2 separate regions of the Zea mays genome follow, and region 1 is linked to region 2. Evidence: chromatin contacts called from public Hi-C data. All regions are on one chromosome and are shown on one strand. Each heading gives the region's core, a stretch centred on a gene start, on an enhancer-like site or on the middle of the called end of the contact. The rest is flanking DNA. Distances are from core to core; before and after follow the strand shown. Region 1 holds the start of LOC103653936 (transcription factor bHLH94). Region 2 holds the start of LOC100502445.

Region 1 (4,732 bases), core at 667-3,166, 370 kb before region 2:
TGGCACGCTTTTGTTCCAGGCCTACAAGTACTACTTAAAGATGGATTCTGCCGAAGCATCAATGGACGACGCAAACGCAAACTTCTTTGCTGCTCGCTCTAGTTTTCGAGCTGTGTGTGCATCGGTTTGTGTTCAAAGCTTAATTTTTCATTGGGAAAAACTTATTAGAGCAGCAGCGAACGCGCGCACCTTGACGCTGATGGAGTAGAGGACAAGGGCGTCCAGCGTGGTGACGCTGAGGTGGAGCACGGCGAGGCGGAGCGCCTGGAGCGCGGTGACCAGGCAGACGAGCTGCCCGGGCCTCCGCGCCGTCATCACGCGGATGCTACCGTGCGCCTCCACCAAGGCCACCTCGACGTCGGCCACCCCCAACCGCCGGCCGTCCTCCTCCTCCTCCGCTGCCGCCGCCGCAGCAGCACCGCGCGCCGAGTGGCACCACAGGTACTGCGGGTACGTGAAGAACCGCGCGAACGGGGCCGGCCGCGCGTGGCCCGCCGCGTCCTCCGTCACGCTGCTGCTGCTGCTGCAGTTGCTCGTCGACGCCGCCGCGGAATCCACGCGGATCTTGGTGCTGCTGCTGCTGGCGTGCGCTGGCGTCGCGTCAGGCTTCGCCGCCGCCGGAACGTGCAGCAGCTTCCGCTTCTGCGCCTCGAGGCACTGCAGCTGCTGCTCCAGCTCCCTCACGAACACGATTGCCCCTCCCACGATGGAAGCTTGGTCCCCCTGCGAACGTTTTCGAAACCGTTAGTTTTGCCAGGATTTGCCGATTTATTATCTGGACTATGGACAGACATGCAGTGACATTATTTGCCGATTTAATTAACTACTACACTAGTACTAGTCACTAATGCAAGGAGCATTGAGCTAACCCTCTGCAAGAACTAGTGTAGAAGTTAATGACGGAGGGGGACACATTAATCAATCCTTAGTAATGCATGGTTTGTTTTGTGCCCGGCAGACTGAACAAAGAAATCCAACAGTCAAGGGAATTAAAGGATTAAAGCTAGGACCTGAATGCCAGGCGTAAAATAGCCACGTTTGACCTAGAAAAAAAGGGGGCTCTTACGCAGAAGAAACATTCCCCGCCACCATCGCGCTTTCTTCCTCTGACGAGCACTAGCTAGAAGAACAGGTAGAGAGGACTGACGAAGAAAGGCACACGCTCGACACGAGAGACGGTGTCCGTTTGCTACGCCTACGCCTACGCGCCGCGTACGTACCCTCTGGACGTAGGCCTCCGGCATGGTGGAGCGGAGCGCGGCGAGGTACTCGTTCATCTGGCGGCGGCGGTTGCGCTCGACGGCGATGTGCGTCATCCGCTGGGTCTCGGCCTCCTCCCTGGACTTGCAGTTCCGCGCCCGCCGCCGCCGCTTCCTGGCCCTAGTCGGCGCCTCCCGCTCCGGCGGCGCATGCTGCTGCTGGTTCGCGGACGCCGGGGCGACGGCAATAATGCCGGCGCCGTCGCAGAACGCGGCAGTGTCCAAGAGGAAGCTGGCGGCGTTGAAGGTGTCGTAGACGAGCACGGTGGCGTCGCCGGGCGGCGCGCCCACTAGAGCCGGCATGACGGCGCGTGCGTGTCTTCTTCTCGTGTGGTAACTCGTAAGCTCTTTGCGACACTCTGGGTATCGTTTGCTTGCGGGGTGACTCCGCCGCGCCGCCCGCCGTCTACTACTTATGGCTCTTCCCCGCGCTGCGTCGGCTGCTGCTGGCAACTGATGCGTATCTGAGGTTTCTGCGTTGGGGCACGCGTATGTTTCTCTCTCCCTAGCTAGTGGTGTAGGCTAGAGATGGTAACGGATCTGATCCACGATTACTCCCAGAGAATTCTTCCATTAAAAATGTTGATGTAAAAGTTTCTTCCCCTCTACGGGTAAAGAACGTGGAAGCATTCTCGTATCTGTTTCCCACGAGTATATGTTTCTCAGGAAGACCCATTAAACTTATATGGGATTATAATTTCATTTATTAATTAATTGCAGAAATAAATAATTACATTGTTAAAAAATCACTTATTATACAAAAGTGTTTATTTTGATGTTCACATAATGATTTTTTCACATCTACAAGTGATAGTGTTTTGCATTAATAACATACAAAATATGTTCTAAATATAATTTAAGCGGAGACAGTGATTCCTGACGGATATTTATCCAGTGGAGAACGAGGATGAGAAAGAAATGTCTCCTGCGAACATTTGTGGAGATTTCTAGAGATTTCTGTGGAGAATTTTTTTTTGTTACGGGAATAGGGATGTGAAGGTAAAACCCGACCGGGAATTCCGTTGCCATCCCTAGTATAGCCTAAGCATAGAGGGAGGATATCTGGATATAGGGATTCTGCCGAGGAACAGTGTGGATGCATCAGATATGGCCAAATTAAGCTGCGTTCTTTTTATGTATACGTACTAATAAGCCCTACGCCGCGCCGCGGTGTGTAGCAGAGCTCAGACAGAAAAGTTGGGAGGGTACTCCGGAGTAGCATGGAATATGGTGGTGCTGTTGTCTCAGCTGGTATTAATGACGAGTAGGACAATTAGAACCCGAGTTAATGAGGTGCCTGCACGTACGTACGTAGGAGTACAACGCAAGAAGAGCTCGTTTCTCCGGATGCCTCTGAGAACCAGACCGGCTATATGCCCGTGAAGAGGATCGGAGGACCAGCTGTCCATCACACACGGGATGCACAGTTGGAGACAGCGGCAAGTGCCACGGACACATGGATTCACAGTGGAGTGGAGGCCCTGGAGGGAGTAGCAACGAGACAAGCAGCAGCATATTCACATGAGTAAAAAAATAACACTACTATTGTGCTACTCGATCGAGGAGGGTAACGTAAGTCCTAGAGCGGTCAATCATCGACACGACACAGCTGAAGAAGCTCATCTATGGAAACGTCGGGTGCGTGGCCGAAAAGCATGAAGAATTTGCCTCTTGGTGTAACTCCTTTTCTATTTTTATGTAGCCTTGTGTGCAACATGTTCTCTGGCAAAACTATGCTCCTCCCCTGTAAAAAACTGAAGAAATCTCCTTTTCGTTTACTCACGATGCATGCGACGGATTCGAGACGGTACATGCGAACACACATGGCAAAAAAGGTCCAGCTAGCACAGCCACGGGATGTGCACAGCCCCAAATGACAGTATGCCGGATTAGTATAATCTCCTACGGGAATCTGAGCAGCTTTTCAGCTAATCTTGCGTGCATCATAACCGAACATGGTAGCGAACAAACCGTCGAACCGGCAAGTGCAGTGCAGTTAGTTAACTTTTGAAGCTTAGGTGTATGAATTGTATGGAAATTAACCATGCTAGCTCTAAAAACTAATTAATGTAAAACAGCGAAACACTCTTAGCAAGAGTTATCTTGCTAGCTCATTTAAATAAAAACTAAATAACCTACCATGACAGTAGAGAGAAAAAAAATATATACATGTAAGCATAGATACATGAATTACAGTAAAGTGTGTGGATATATTTTGGCTCTTCATAAAAAAATAGCCTATATATCGTCCTCTCAAGTCTCATCTCCTTATTAACTGAAATGATCTGACGTTGATTTCTGGAGTTGTGCTCGTTGGGATGCAAACTGTTAGGGACGCTATTGTTTGGTTTTTAAATACAAGTGGATCATTCATGGTTCATTCGACGTATAGTCATATCTACTAACTGATAGTGGCGTCAAAATCACTCACGGAGAGTTTGGATCCCTTCATTTTAGAGGAATTGGAATTCACTCAATAAAATAACTTATTTAGTTTGGAATTTGGCATTCCACCACTTTTCAAAGTTCAGATATAAGCATATCTCAAATTTATTGGATGGAGGATGAGAAATGATTTTATGCATTAGTAGAATTTGTTTATACGCTGTAACTTACATATCACTCTTCATCTCACTCCTCTATAGTAAAAATGTAGCACATAAATATCTCTGACATCTTGCTAATAATAGTATACAAATATATTTTATATAAAACCAAATTATCTTAATTGATATATGCCTAAATTACTATTATTAGAATGAAATTCAATTCCAATGATCCAAACGGGGCGTCAGTAAATTTGGCATGCAAAGCTACCTCAAGATAAGCATTTTCCTATGTTTTTTTGGAAAGGTAGTGATCCTAACAAAGGTTAACCTAACTAAGAGGTACTATATAGATTGGGAGTAAATTACGCTACTGAAAACTAAAAAAAATTTTGTCGATAGACGCACGACCGACAGAAAATTACTAACTCTTCTGTCGGTTTTAAAACACACGCAGGAAACAACGTAAAACATGGGTAAATTGATTTATCTGCCTGCAGAAAAAAATCATATTTTTTGTCAGTTAGTAATTTCCCTGTCCTTTTCTTTATCCGACAAAAGTTTGGGCTTCCATCCACCGCGGAAAACATACTGAGCAGTTAACCTGGGCCTGGGCTGCACCTGCCTTTCAAGCCCACCCGAGAGGCGCTACGCTGTGCTTGCACGCATATAAAAGGTGAGGCCATAGGGTCAGAGGGTGCACAGTTGCACACCTGCTTGGGTTTGGCACCCGCACCAGTCGGCACGAGGCACGTGCTCTCTCGACACCCGCGCCGCCGGCCTCCTTGGTCCTCTGTGCGTGAGCTGTAGCGGCGCAGATCCGGCGGCGGCGACTAGACGGCCGCGCGGGCTGGGGACGCGAGAATGCGATGCAATCATGCAGTAAATTGCTCTAAATTGTTGAGAGCAAGTATAATGAGCTGTCGT
Region 2 (5,198 bases), core at 1,609-4,108:
CACGCAGGGCTTTCACCAAGAAGCTCGCATGCAAAAGTTAATGGACCTATACTGCATTTAATTCATAGTAGAATAAGCAGGATCAGCATGCACACCACCTAGAAATACTATATGTCAAACCATAGAATCACAAATCACAGTTAATAGCAAAAAAAAAAAAACAAAACAAAGGCAAGAAAATATTTAAGGCAATTAGAAATCTAGAGAGCATGCCTCTGGAAATGCTAATCTTTTTATTTTAAAGGACAACACAACCGTACATCGGTACATATGATGATATGACAATACTAACAGAAGTATATACCTATGAATTGTGTAAACCTGAGATTCTCAACTGAGCTCCTTTTGGATACAATAAGTCAATAACTAGTACCTCCTCAATACCAGCAACTTAAAGTGGTATAGGAGCCACAAAGACCAATGTAACAGGCCAACAAGCGCTTAGGAATTCTCCTCCACACTGACTGAAGTCTTCCTAGCCTTCTTGTCACTGACATATAATTGATATCCATATGAAACGAATCCCCAGATGGCCATCAACATAGCAATAATCTTCACTCCATCCATCTTGTCGTGGAAGAAAATCACAGCAAAAATCGGAATGATGGGTAGAGCCAGTGTGCTTATCACATTTGAAAAGAGTGATGACACAACAAAGATCAAACCCACCACTCCTACGGAAGCTATCTGCCAAGATACAGCAGTCCATAGAAGTGTCATCACATAGGACACCCTCCCTGAGCTGAAGGCATGCATCTCTCCCTCTAAAGTCTTCCACTCGCCGCTTGCAAATAAACCGATAAGAGAAGCTACTGTTGCCACTAGTGCTGTATATATCTGCATATTCAACACGACTGAGAAAGTTTCCTTCTTAATAACCTTCTCGAATGCGACTTGCATTAGAGAGAGAATTAGTGAGTATGTGGCCGAGGCTCCTAGGGTCAATGCGAAACCCAATATGTACTTCCCACGCGATAAACCATTGGTACCCTGAGAATCTTCGTCAACTCCAAGAAGCGCAGCGGAAAAGGTAAGGAGAATTACTGAGTTGAAAATGAATGGGGTGAACTTTTGAGCATTTAGGACATATGAGAAGACAGCATTGAAGGCCAGCTGACTAGCGCAAATGAGCGAATATGTTGATACAGGAAGGTACAACAGGCCATAGGAATACATCAAGTCATCGGCAGCAATGATGAGGCCCAAGACAACATATATAAGAGTAATTTTGGTGACAGAAGTCTCAGGGTTACTGGTGGTTGTTTGTGTAGAAGGCGATTTTGAACGGAACAGATATAGGGCGACGAACAGCACTGGAAAGCCAGCGGTTTGGACAAATGTGGACATCCACTTGCTATTTCCACCTTGGTTGTAGTAGAACCTGCCAAGGAGTGTCGATGCTGTCTGACCAGCAACGAGGAAGAAAATGTTCAGAGTTACCATCAGCCACCAATGCCAATGCTTGGTATGAGAGTTTTGAGGAGCTGTTTCGTTGGTAGATGAGGTTTCAGGTTTGGATGATCCTGCAAACAACATACAGAAGGCATTATGAACAGGTCATCCGGAACTATAAATGCTAAGCACTCAGGGTAACAGGAGACCCCCAAACTGAAACGCTGGTTTCTTAGACCAAGTGAAATCCAGCTTGGGTACTTTTCCTGACGAACAGGGCACAAACCCACAGTGCTCTAAAATTACCGCACACAAGAAATTGTCCACGGTATATCTATGACTTTTTCTGGAGAAAAAAAAAAGAAGAAGCAGCGCTGCTCCCCTAAAGCTCACATCATTATTCCCAAACAAGAAAAAGATAATACAGGCCTGGCCTGGCCATTGAAGTGCATAAAGTAAGGTTCCCTACACATCCTCATGAAATGTTTCAGATACTTGGAGTCGTAATTAACAGCTGAACCAACCCTATCGGACGACCAACCGAACATTCACTCAGTGTCAATGGCCAGTAACTGAAAACGCACGCACGAGCACATGGCACAGATGCAGCAATCACAAGACAGCCGTGACTCGTGAGCGCGCGCACTGAAGAAGGGAGATGACCCCAACCCCAATCCCGTACACGAACCAAAAACCCACTGACCCACCGGTACGCCACACACCAGAAGGTAATTCATCGAACACCTCTCGCGCTTGAGCGTTCCAACGACGTACCGCCGCTGACATAACCCGAGAAAAAAGAACATGTGTCGGGGACTCGGGGCTACCCACGCACTGCAGAGCAAATCCAATCTACGACAGTCCTTCCCGCGCTCCTCTCATCGCATCCTCAACGACGACCCGACATAGTTCACACTGTCCGTCGGAGAGAGAGAGAACGAGCGGAGGACTGACACTGACCTGCGATCTGCACGTGGACCTCGTCCTCCCTGTTGCCGCCTCCGCTCCCGCCGCTGCCGTCGTCGCCGGCCATGCCGCTCCCCGCGCGCGATCCGATGCGAGTGGGCTGTGCTGCGGAGGACGCGGCGAGTGAGGAGGAGGCGAAGAGAGGCGCGAGCGGTCAGCGACTCAGCGTGGGAGCGCCGCACGGGGGGGGTGGAAGGTTGGAAAAGCTGCGCACCTGCCTGGCTTCCTTCGCGTAGGAAGTAGGAACACGAGGGAGAAGTCCAGGGCACCGCTCTTTTTGGATGGACGTGGACCCTTGTAGATGGCACCGCGGGCGCAGCCTTTCCGCGTCGCTGTCGTGTCTGACCAAGGCCGGACGCCCTTTCTGATTCGCCCGCTCGCGGTCGCAACTTATTTTTCCTGCGTGCGGCCAGCGGTGCGGGGCCTTGACGGTGACGGATTGGTTTGTTTTCGGCAGTATGCCGGAGTTGACCATCCAAACCCGACTCCGGCCTTCTCCAAAAAAAAAACACCGAAAAAAGGTGCTTGTCGATGATGTGTTGGAGGAGAGCTGCTAGCGTTGTCACACGATTCTGCTGCTTAGCGCTCTGATCGGGTATTTAGAAGATCATGTATGTATATGATAGGTGGCGGTCCTGGGATTTTAGGGGTTCAGGACAAAATTTAAAATAGGACTATTCTAATTCTTTATATACATAAATATTATCAATATAAACACTTAAGATAGATCAAAAATATCTATATCAAGCAATAAGTAAATAAAAAGATACATATTATAATATTACTTTAAAATTTCCTTCTAACATGTTTAGATAAGATCGGATTATGAAAACATCGTAGCCATAAATTCTTTAGTATTTTGTTGCTAAACTATTATATCATACATTGATAGTCTAACTACTGAATTTATATTTAGCATTAAGCCTCTATAGATCTGGGGCCTAGGGCGGCCGTCGGTCTGCCTTAGCCCAAGGTCGTCGATGAATATGATATATGGTTATAGATGGCCAAATGAGCCGTGCCTAACGGACCGGCCTGAAACACGACCCGTTTAATAGTGCCGGGCCCGGCCCGGCACGAGAACCGTGACGTGCTTGGGCCGCTGTCTTGGCCCGCAGTGCCGGCCTGGCCGGCACGATTATATATTTTTTATTTTATAAAACATAGTATATATATTTACATTTTATATTAGCTATTTACAACAAATGCTCACGAGTTATATTGGTTAGTGTCCTTCAGTTAGGCGGGAGAACGTGACCAGTTAAACGGCCTGGCCCGGCACGCCGTGCCTGGGCCACGGCTACGGCACGGGGCCGGCCGGGCACGGCCCGATTAACCGTCGGGCCTGACGGGCCCGGGCCGGGCCGCCCGTTTGGGCACCTCTATATATGGTTGTACAAAACACTACTCACTCCGTTTCATTTTAGTTGTCGCTGGACAGTGCAAAATTGAACTATTCAACGACAAATAAAAATAAACGGAGGGAGTATTATACAGTGTAGATAAAATAGATGGTAGGGAATAAGATACGAGAGCCGCTGAATAGCCTAATGCTACATGCCTGTACAATCCGATCTCTACGGTGCAGGACTGCGGGTGCGGCGGGAGACGCTGGTCTTTTTTCTGCAGCCAAAGCGCGCCGCGACCGCGAGGCCAAGAAAATAACGTGAAACCGGAACAGGATGCTGCGCTTGTTGTCGTCGGGCACGGGAATGCGATTCCGCAAAGCCAGAGATGGCCAGGCTAGCGGCGCCGGTGCTTTGTACATACAGTATACATGGTTGCGTGATTTTTTTTTCTCCGTTGGATGGATGCTCGCAGCTCCTGACCGCACGTCGGTCGCGTACACGACGGCGCCGGTTGCGTATCCACAAGCTCTGACTTCGCCGGACGCCGCCCTCCCAATGAGCGAGACGTCAGTTTCGATCCACAAGCGACTACGACGACGGCCGGGAGCAGCAGCCGTAAAGAAGGTCCGGTGTCCACACCGTTCAGCTCTGGTGGTGGGCTTCAGCTTCGATCATCGTCCTTCATGGGAGAGGGCATCTCTTCAAGGCTGGTTTGGTGGCCAGAAAAATAGAGGTGATCTGTTGGTGAGAAATCTCCTTATTCAATGGTTACCAAATTAATCCTAAAACTTGTATGTCAGCCTCATAGCGTATTCTTGAAAGAATCCTAAGACCCTGTCCGCGGTTTGCCTATATGATCACTCAAAACTCTGTTTTGCACTGTAAACTGTATTGTTCATAGAGTGACGTTTAAAATAGGAGATTAAGATAGGATGAGTAAAGTGTTGAAGATATCTTAATAAGTGTTTTAAAAAATTAACATTAAATAAAATTTATAGAGGTCTAACAAACTGCGACACTTTCACAGAATTCTATGGTGATGTCGTGTTACACCATTTTTATGTGACGTCGTAAAACTATTGGCCAACACATAGAGCTTAACAACACTATAAAAATCAAACTTAGCCCAAACTTGAAGATGTTCAAGTCCACAGAGTATCTACACTCACAGATACACACAGCTAATTAGATCGTGTAAAAAGAAAATATTGCAATTCAAAACATAAAGGACAAGATACAAAAGTTAACAAATGGTTTAGCTTGCCACCAAGCTTGTCTACGTCCATATTATTGAGGAAGCCATAAAAGCTTTTGGTCTCTTTCTACTATATCCACTTCCCAAGTCCGACATCAAGGCTGAACTTGAGGGTTCACTAAGATATTTTGGAGAATACAAATTTTCCCATGTCTCACCACAAGTATGGGATCTCGCTGATACATCTAGTCGTCTAAGAGCAAGTTTAATAATATAGCCCACATCGGGCTTTATGA

Evidence for each region. Hi-C and Micro-C count contacts between places; a contact is called where the count stands out from the background.
Region 1: a contact with region 2 is called in a Hi-C map of tassel, with 3 times the contacts expected there. The contact joins the promoter of LOC103653936 here to the promoter of LOC100502445 in region 2. A contact is called at or near these places in 2 of 25 Hi-C or Micro-C datasets (ear and tassel).

Annotation. Positions count from the first base shown.
Region 1 is chr4:162,731,293-162,736,024 of Zm-B73-REFERENCE-NAM-5.0, reverse strand. LOC103653936 (transcription factor bHLH94) reads right to left here and starts at 1,916. Exons shown (of 3, transcript XM_008680746.4): 1 at 1,221-1,916; 2 at 190-723. The coding sequence starts at 1,562.
Region 2 is chr4:162,358,501-162,363,698 of Zm-B73-REFERENCE-NAM-5.0, reverse strand. LOC100502445 reads right to left here and starts at 2,858. Exons shown (of 3, transcript NM_001196923.2): 1 at 2,573-2,858; 2 at 2,353-2,458; 3 at 218-1,523. The coding sequence starts at 2,833. The coding sequence ends at 442.